Linked DNA regions of Sus scrofa: region 2 is linked to region 1. A link is a contact called in public HiChIP or PLAC-seq data. All regions are on one chromosome and are shown on one strand. The core of a region is the stretch at or near the end of the contact, and the rest is flanking DNA. Distances in the headings are between cores, read along the strand shown.

Region 1 (4,539 bases), core at 1,187-3,686:
AACAGAAGAATACTTTGGCAGTGACTTTTTGTTAGTCATTCACTATTCCCAGCAGGGAATGGTCCCCCGTGGGCCAGAGGGTGATTGACCAGATCTCAGGGACCACCACAGGCAAGTACAGTCAGCCTAGCCAGAACAACAGGTGTAAGTTCTGGCTCCCTCACACTGCCTCCTCGAATTACTAATTTGGCCATTGAGTCCTGTGCTTTGTGCAGCAGTATACAGATAATGACATTCTTTTACCAATTTTAATCTCTTCTAATTTTAACCTTTTCTAATCAGTTAAGACAGTTGGATCTTAATTATGTATCTGTTTTATCCTTTTAGATGGTTCAGAATTTTCAAGATGAGAGTTGTTTTTTATTCTCCACAGTAAAAGGTACTTTGCATGTGTATGTGTGTCTTGAAAGGCTGGAAAACTGTGCTTGAAATCAGTCATCTTGTGTTTACTTTTTCTTTATTTTTTGTCTTTTTAGGGCCACACCCGTGGCATATGGAGGTTCCCAGGCTAGGTTCGCTGGCCTACGCTACAGCCATGCCAGATCTGAGCTGCATCTGTGACCTACACCACAGCCCACGGCAATGCTGGATCCTTAACCCACTGAGTGAATTCAGGGATCGAACCTGCATCCTCATGGATACTAGTACGATTTGTTTCCATTGTGCCACAACAGGAACTCCTTGTGTGGTTATTTTTGAAAATGCTGGCTTTAGTAATTTTAAGAAGAAAATTTGAAAAATGAAGACAGCTTTGCTTTTTAGGGTCAAACCTGCACCATAAGGAAGCTCCAAGGCTAGGGGTCAAATCAGCTTCAGCTGCTGCCCTACACCACAGCCACAGCAATGCAGGATCCAAGCTGTGTCTTCAGCCTACACCAAAGCTCACAGCAATGCCAGCGATCGAACCCACCTCCTCATGGGTACTAGTCAAGTTTACTACCATTGAGCTACAGCTAGAACTTCCAAGAGAATATTTCTGATTGAAATGAAAATTAGCAAATAAGGAAGAGGAGTCTGTCCTTCTAGATGCCTGGAGAAAAACCCCAGTTCATTCAGCCAGCATTTTGAACGCCTTGTGTCAGACCCATGCTGTTAGTTCTAGAAAGGTGTTCCACTACTCTAGCGGAGAAAGCAAGCCAGAACTGCTCAGTAGATGCACCCAATTACCAGTATATAACTTAGATGCCCATGAAGGAGTGGGAAAGTGTGGGTACTCATGGATGCAGGGTTCAGGGAGGGTTACATGAAACTGTTAGGGCTTCTCTGAGGCCATGAAAGCTGAGATCTGGAGTGTGGTGGGGAGCCGACCATGCCCTTGAGGAGCTGCACCCTGGAAGAATGGGGCTGTGTGGAGGCTGGGAGGGCCTTGTGGTTGCCGTGCAGCGCGAAGGTGAGCAGAGCAGGAGGCAGGTCTGGTACTGATGCAAGTTTAGGGTTTTTTTTTTTTTTTTTTTTTTTTTTTGTCTTTTTTTTTTTTGGTTGTTGTTGTTGTTGCTATTTCTTGGGCCGCTCCCGCGGCATATGGAGGTTCCCAGGCTAGGGGTCGAATCGGAGCTGTAGCCACCGGCCTACGCCAGAGCCACAGCAACGCGGGATCCGAGCCGCGTCTGCAATCTACACCACAGCTCACGGCAACGCCGGATCGTTAACCCACTGAGCAAGGGCAGGGACCGAACCCGCAACCTCATGGTTCCTAGTCGGATTCGTTAACCACTGCGCCACGACGGGAACTCCAAGTTTAGGTTTTATTTGAAATGCATTGGAAAGTCAGTGAGGTTTTTTAAACAAATAAGTAATGTAAATAGGTTTTTCTTTTCTCTCTCAACTCTTTGGAGACAGATGAGAAGGTGGGCAAACTGGAGGCAGGAGAATCCAGATGAGAGGTTATGGTGTCTCATACACTTATAGACAGGGCCCTACTGGGCTCTACCTTTGAGAGAGGAGTGGTTGTGACTCTTATGAACAACTGAGCAGGTAGTGGTCCCAATAGAGTGGTAGGTGCCATTGAGGGAAGCAGTCCAGAGTTTCATTTTAGGATGTGAAAATGTCAAGTTAATTATAACCTCTGGGGCTGGCAAGACAGGTCTGGTCTTGAGCCGTAAATTTGGAAGCCTTTAGCGTATCCACAGTGACTCAAAACAGTTATGGAGGGAGAGGGTGTGGAGAGTGGGCCCAGACAGGGCTTGAGAGAATTCCTGGAGGTGGAAAAGGAGGAGTTTTTAAATGTAAAGTTAATACAAGAGGAGACCTTTAAAGGTCTGATGAGCTAACCAAAGTCCATTCTGAGCACGAAAGCTGCACCTCAAAGAAAAAAGTGCTGTGTCACCCCTTTCCTGAGAAGTCACTCTTGAAGCTGGGAGCCCACCTAGAAGGGAAGTGCTGAAATCAGGAAGGATTTCACTCTGTGCTGACACGTCATGTCAGCCATCGTGTCAGCTGCAGGGCTGAGTTTTTAACTGTGGCCTGGTTCATGTGATCTTTTACTTGCACAAACATATCTGGCTTAGTACCGTTCTGCTCAACTTCCTGTTCACGAAGCAATAGTTTTTACTCTGCAAAACTCAAAACTGCCTGTAAAAAAGAAAATTCATACTGTGTGCAGCTGTGTCCTGTGAAGTCAGCAGGCATTTATTTCTGCTGTCAGTCATCAAAGGGTGACCCCTCCCATCTCAGTGTACTGGGCTTCGAATACCTTGTCTTATGAAAAAACTCACTTGTTCCTTGTCGAATGCCTGTATTGCTTTTCACCATCTCTGTAGAAACACTAGGCCATCAGACAAAATATATTTTTTAAATGTTGTAGATCTAATTTTTAGGAGTTTAAAAATTATTTCCCGAAAAGGTGGGTATAAGCACTATTTGCGGGTCCTCTGCCTCCTAGAACAGCAGGCAGGCAGGGCACCTATGGGAGTGAGGGCCAGACGTTGAAAAGCACCATGTCTGAAAAGGGGAGGGAGAGTGTATATGAAGTTACCTTGGGGAAGAGGAGCTGGAGCAAGTTACCAGCTTTTTCACTCGAGCATATTCAAGGTACCCTCTGAACTGGGATGGGAGGTTGTAGAGTTGTAGGAGTTCAGTTTTGAGTCTCCAGCCTGGTTAAAAACAAAAAAGCCTGTAACTTCTCCTTTTTCTGCAGCTGAAAACGGGGGTGGTGTCCACATAATTTTGAAGTGACGTCTTAACGTAGTCTGAACTTCATTCAGCACCAAATAAAGCCACGCTTAAAAGTGTGTGAAGACTGAATCCAAGAAGCCTTGGGATTGGATTTTACCATATGAGATGTTTCATATTGAAAACACAGGATGACCTTTCTAATGAGCTGTGAGAGGCGCATCTCACCGTCACCATCACGGCCCCTCAGGAGAGCGAGTGCCTGGGGCCGAGGGACAGGCAGGACCACCTGCTTCTCTGGCGGAGAGGCCAGTCGACACAGTTCCTAGAAGCAGCCATTGCTGTCTTTTTACACTGTATGCGGTTTGGAAGTGAATGTAAAGACATACTGTGGGCATTTACCTCTCTGTGCCAGCTTGGCTTCTGTCGCCTGGACCTCATGCTGACCTGGGGCAGGGTGGGGACGGAATCTGTGTGCGGAGAGACACGAGGCCACCACTGACACGGGTGATGGGTGGTCATGGGAGAGGCTTGGCGCCTTCTCAGAAGAAATCATGTCTGAGGGTGAATGTGTGACGTGATCACGCCAGAGCGGGGAAGATCCAAGCCGGGAAGATGGGCTTGACGCAAACTGCATTATCAAGAGTACCTTGGTGAGAGGATCAGCGTAAATCCTAATAGGTACAAAGACTTTGTGTTTTTGCTTTGTCACAGATTTATCGAGAAACTTTTTGCTTCTGCTTCTGTTCTTAGCATTTTGTTTCTGGTTTTCATTTTTGAAGCCCCAATGCCTTTTAAACTCGTGGTTTTTTTTCCTCTCTCCCTCTCGGTCTCCAATTGCCCACCCCACTCTGCACTATCCAGTCCTAAAACATTTTTAAAGCCCTGTTCCTGACATTGGAAATACATTTAGGCAGGGGAAGCAGTTTCTGACTTGGTGTTAACGGGTTTCATTATGAAGAATTGAAATTATTCATGGAACACTAGACATCACAAATCAAACACTATATTGTACCATCAAAATTCCTCTCACTTCTTCTCAAATATTGAGCTTTAGTACAATCATGGGTAACATTCTAGTGATTATTTAGGGACTTTTTTATACACCACACAATAGCTTTTTTCTATAAAGAGTGCCTCTTTCACAAAACCAAATGCTTGTCGGCCAGTACACTTTTCAAAGGGAATCCACTGTTTTTGCAATTTTTTCTACTACTTCTCTTCCCTTCACCCAAAGCCTTCCCAAAAATCATCAAGCAAGCATTTGAGGCCTGTGGTGTACTAGACAGTTTTCTTCTCAAACTTTGATTCCATTTTAATTATACACCTCTGTCCATTTACCCTGTGTCTTGGATTTGAATGTATTATTTGATTCTTACCTTTGTTCAGGCAGAAATAGGAATAATATTGAGTTGAAAATCTCTCCCA
Region 2 (4,128 bases), core at 707-3,206, 350 kb after region 1:
AACAAAATTCTAATTCCTCCTGCCTGCTTTGCACTTTAGATTTCAAAGCATATTCACTAGTCTTATGCCCCTGTTCCCATGCCCCCTCCAACAAAAATCTGCTATCTAAGCCAAATAAGCATACTGAGCTATGGTGTAGATAACTCATGAAAGATTCAGAGAGGTTAAATGCCTTCCGGAGACCACACAGCTATGGAGAGAACTTGTTCCTCAGGCCCCAAGTCCCAGTGATGTACTGGAAAACCAGGTCTAGGGATGCTTTGATTTATGGCTTTTGCTGGTTTCCATGGTGCAAATTCTCCCACAATGGCTGAGGTCAAGCCACCAACTACCCCACAGAATTCTTGAAGATTCAACCATCAGCTCCTGAGAGCTGGCACAGGTAGCCCCAGCTCGCCACACCCAGCCCCATGTTCACTACAGAGTCCTGTCTTAGCCGGGACACATGTGGGCCAACTTGACACTAACACAGCAAATGTATTTTCAAGGCCCCACGGAAGGATGCAGTATTCAGTTAGGTAAAATGAGGGGAAATTTTGGTCTTTCATCAAAATCGCATATAAAAATGCATCTTACGCACTGAATTTTATCAGAGTGGGAATTAGTGGGACAAAAATCTAGAAAAGGCACATCACAGACAGAAATAAAATCTCTACCTCCCCAACCATGCTCATTTCCTATCAAACTGGCAGCTGAGGTTAAAACTTTCTTAACCTTACACACACGCACGCTCACACCACCCTCATTTCCTATCTAAATCAGCAGATGAGGAGGTTAAAACCTTCACATGTTCACGTGTGAATCAGAGCAATCCAGGGAGGAGGCTTTCTGACTCAAGACCACCTCCTCTTGTATTCTTCTTAATGGCTCCCTGATACTCATTAAAATCATTTTTACAAATTGTTCGATAATTCACATCTATTCCACTCCCTACGTCCCACCCTGAACACCACACACCCAAACACCAAAACTATGTGTTTCTCAAGGGAGAGGTTTTGATTTCTTCCTGCAATGGATGCTGAACATCTGGGGCATCACAGGGTCTCCAAAAAAAAAAAAAAAAAAAAAAGAGAGAGAAAAGAAAAGAAAAAAGCCAAAACAAACAAACAAACAAACTGTTAAATGTTATGGACTCTAGTTAAACAATAATTCTAATCTTTCTCTACCATTTTACTAGTGCAAATGAAAGGGATAGAAGAAGTTGATGAGTTAGGAAATTATCAGGAAAAGAAACAAAAGTCAACACGGCTGTTAAATGTCTGAAATCATTCTGTGGCCTGGTCTTTCTTGACCAGGGGTGTCTTGATAGAAGCAAGAAGCAGAGAAGTGTTTATGTTGAGTGAAAATTATCCGTGTTCCGAGCATGTGGCTTAGGCCAGATGTGTGCAGAAGAGAGCCCTGTGTATGTGTAAGAGCCGGTCAGATGAGGGCTCTGAGTGTGTGGGCACAGGTAGGTTATAAGCAAGCTGCGGGAGAGAGGCCAACTAGAATGACAGGCAGAATGACCAGGTTGCCCGAGTGATGGGCTGGCTGCGTGGCTGGGCAGCTTTCAGTGCTTCCAGGGTCCAGACACCTGTGGACCAAGCAGCACTTGGCCTGAGACCTTGAGAATGGTCCCACCCCCACTTACCTTGCTTGTCTTAAAGTGGCTCCAAGGAAGGTCTGCGAGGCAGTGCCCGGCTTGCTCAAGAAGCGTGATGCTAAGAAAGACAGGTGCCTTTGAAGGGCGCGTGGCTTCCTGTGAGCACCAGCTCTATCCCTCACTCATCTACGATGAGTGCAAGTGGGGTTTTTTGATAGAAGTAAGAAGCAGAAAAAGAGTGACTCTTAGCTTGGGTTCAGGTTAAACTCTTAGTCACTCATTTCCCAAAACAGAAAGCTAGGAAGCTTTGCCCTCTGTTAGATGAGGGAGGAAAATGAGGGGAGGTTTCTTATTCGTTTTTTGTTTTTGGCCACAGCATCCAATGGCTTGATGTGGAATCTCAGTTCCTAGACCAGGGACTGAACTTGGGGCTGCAGCAGCAAAAGCGCCAAGTCCTAACCACCAGACTACCAGGGAACACCCCTGAAGTAAGTTTTTAAAAAGAGAAACTTTTTTAAAATTAAAAAAATTTACAAATTAAAAAAAAACTCTAAAAAGTTTTTAAAGTTTTAAAATTTGTTGGATTTTTAACTTAATTTTTTTCATCTCAGCTGGGTATGTACAGCAGAAATGATCTTTATATTCTGGATCAGTGGGCTATTTATTTATTTTCCCATCATGGATGTACAGTAGCCAGCAATCAAGATACTCTAAACAGTGGGATCTGAAGAGGTCAGAGTGAGAGGCCAGATTTACTCCAAATAAGGACAGTCAGGAGTAGAGAAGAGAAAAATGTATTCAAATGTGTGCATCTGACAGTGATGCGGAGGGTCTACTCAACCACATTCAATAAATGACAAGTCCTCAGTCTGGTGTAAAGTGCCATGAGGACTGAGCTCTGAGCCTCCTTCACAACAGGGGCTCAATGCCCTTTCTGCCTCAGGCCCTTTCTACTCAGTGGAGCTTCCCCTGACAATGATCCTGGCTGAAAGATTCTTTGGGTTTGTGTACCAATCGTAGCAAAGGGGCTGACACCAGTCCCAAGTCTTTTCTACCTAGTATCCTTGGCTTCTGTGAGCTCCCAGCATTTCCTTCTGTGTGTCTACAATTGCTTGGCTCTTTGGTTCAGCTTAAAAGAGCCACAAATTTCAATTTTCCTGAGGAATTTGCATGAATAAAAACTGAAAAACTGAGTAGAGTAGTGTTTATCAATGCTTTTTTCATTATCACTCCTCCTAAGGGGTCTCTTCAGATTAGTTTTTCCTAATCACTTTCCCATGAAATTTTAATACCATAGATAAATTGTAAATCTGCTTTTTATGCATACATATATGCTTTATATATAAAAGAGTAAGATTTGTTTTGGAGGTCAAGAATCTTGAGCTAGAACAGTGCTTCCCTGTGTGAAATGTGGAGCCAGATTCACAGAAATTTTGTGAAAAAGAAATGGAGATCTGTGGCCAAGTAAGCTTGAGGAATGCTGGCCTTGGGTGCGGGTTAAACACAGTTCCTTACTGTAGTGCTTTCCAGTGCTAATATTATCATGAACTCTGGAAGGAGACATAGAGTAAAAATGTCCACAATATGTTTTGTTTCCAGAGCTGACACCAGATCCTTGCTCAAATTCTGGCAATCCCTCCCTTAGATAGGAACTAGCATATATCTTTTAAGTAACAGGGTCAAGAGACAAAGAAAGGAAGCTATAGGAAGAGAAAAAAAAAGCCCAGATGGACCCAGCTGGAACCAAGATGAATCTGCCCTCCAGCAGCCTCTGAGCCTCATTCTATACTGATTTTACCACATCATCTACTAAATGACACACCTACCAAGCAGCCAGGACCTGAAGCTGTGCCATATGGGCTGACGCTGACCTGTGAACTAAGTTCCCATTTCCCCATTCCCTGGCCATTGAATAAAGCTTGTGCTGCACCCATCTCAGCTTCTGTTTTGTTTTTGGATGTGCAAACCGGAAAAACTTCCCCACCCAGGCAGGGGGCCTTGGCCAGGCTAGGGCCCAAGCAGGGGTGCATATGACCTAATCTGGTAAGAATCTGACCAGTGAATCTATGTCCATTATACAGAGTAACTTATAAAATGAACATGTTTTTTGGAAACATAAAGCCAGAGGAAGGTTTCACCATGGAATTAGAGGCATCTAGGGACAAGTTGCCCTGGGCGAGTTCATCTGAGCGTGTCGCCTAAGTCACCATGGACACCTCCATGGAGGGAGAGGAGCAGTATGAATGGATGATATCTAGAGGTCCAAATCATCATCAGTGATCACTGGTCATTGTGCGTCTGCAGATGGTCCCTTAAAGCCAGCGGGCACTCCCTTGACTCACTGGCCACATGACAGACACCCAGCCCCACCAACGGGGGTAAGCCTGAGCTCCAGGGTCCATGTTGGCTGAGGGCACTTGTTTTGAGGCCTGCTCAGTCCGGGTTGGATCTCAGTGCCACCACTAACTAGCTATGTGAACCTCAATTTTCTCATCTATAAAAAGGGGTGATAATGCATGAGCATTGTGAGAGGATTAATGAGCTAA

What was found. HiChIP or PLAC-seq counts read pairs in DNA pulled down with a chosen protein or histone mark.
Region 2: a contact with region 1 is called in an H3K27ac HiChIP or PLAC-seq map of alveolar macrophages, with 5 times the contacts expected there. The contact joins the promoter of CCR4 here to the enhancer-like site in region 1. A contact is called at or near these places in 2 of 5 promoter capture datasets (fetal liver and fetal skeletal muscle), 4 of 47 Hi-C or Micro-C datasets (alveolar macrophages, fetal heart ventricle, mesenteric adipose tissue and 1 more) and 1 of 2 datasets of contacts at active chromatin or transcription factors (alveolar macrophages).

What each region holds. Positions count from the first base shown.
Region 1 is chr13:19,205,473-19,210,011 of Sscrofa11.1, reverse strand. UBP1 (upstream-binding protein 1) reads left to right here. Exons shown (of 15, transcript XM_021071558.1): 14 at 328-379; 15 at 3,137-4,539. The coding sequence ends at 3,174. It also overlaps a transcript of FBXL2 not described here. Among named protein-coding and RNA genes, the nearest start is that of UBP1, 69 kb to the left of the region's middle. Within about 2 kb of position 2,436, at least 16 of the 83 cell types and tissues checked have an H3K27ac peak or open chromatin away from gene starts, as enhancers often do. A contact at or near this core is called in alveolar macrophages, where this site is marked.
Region 2 is chr13:18,858,424-18,862,551 of Sscrofa11.1, reverse strand. CCR4 (C-C chemokine receptor type 4) reads right to left here and starts at 1,956. Exons shown (of 2, transcript XM_005658814.3): 1 at 1,631-1,956.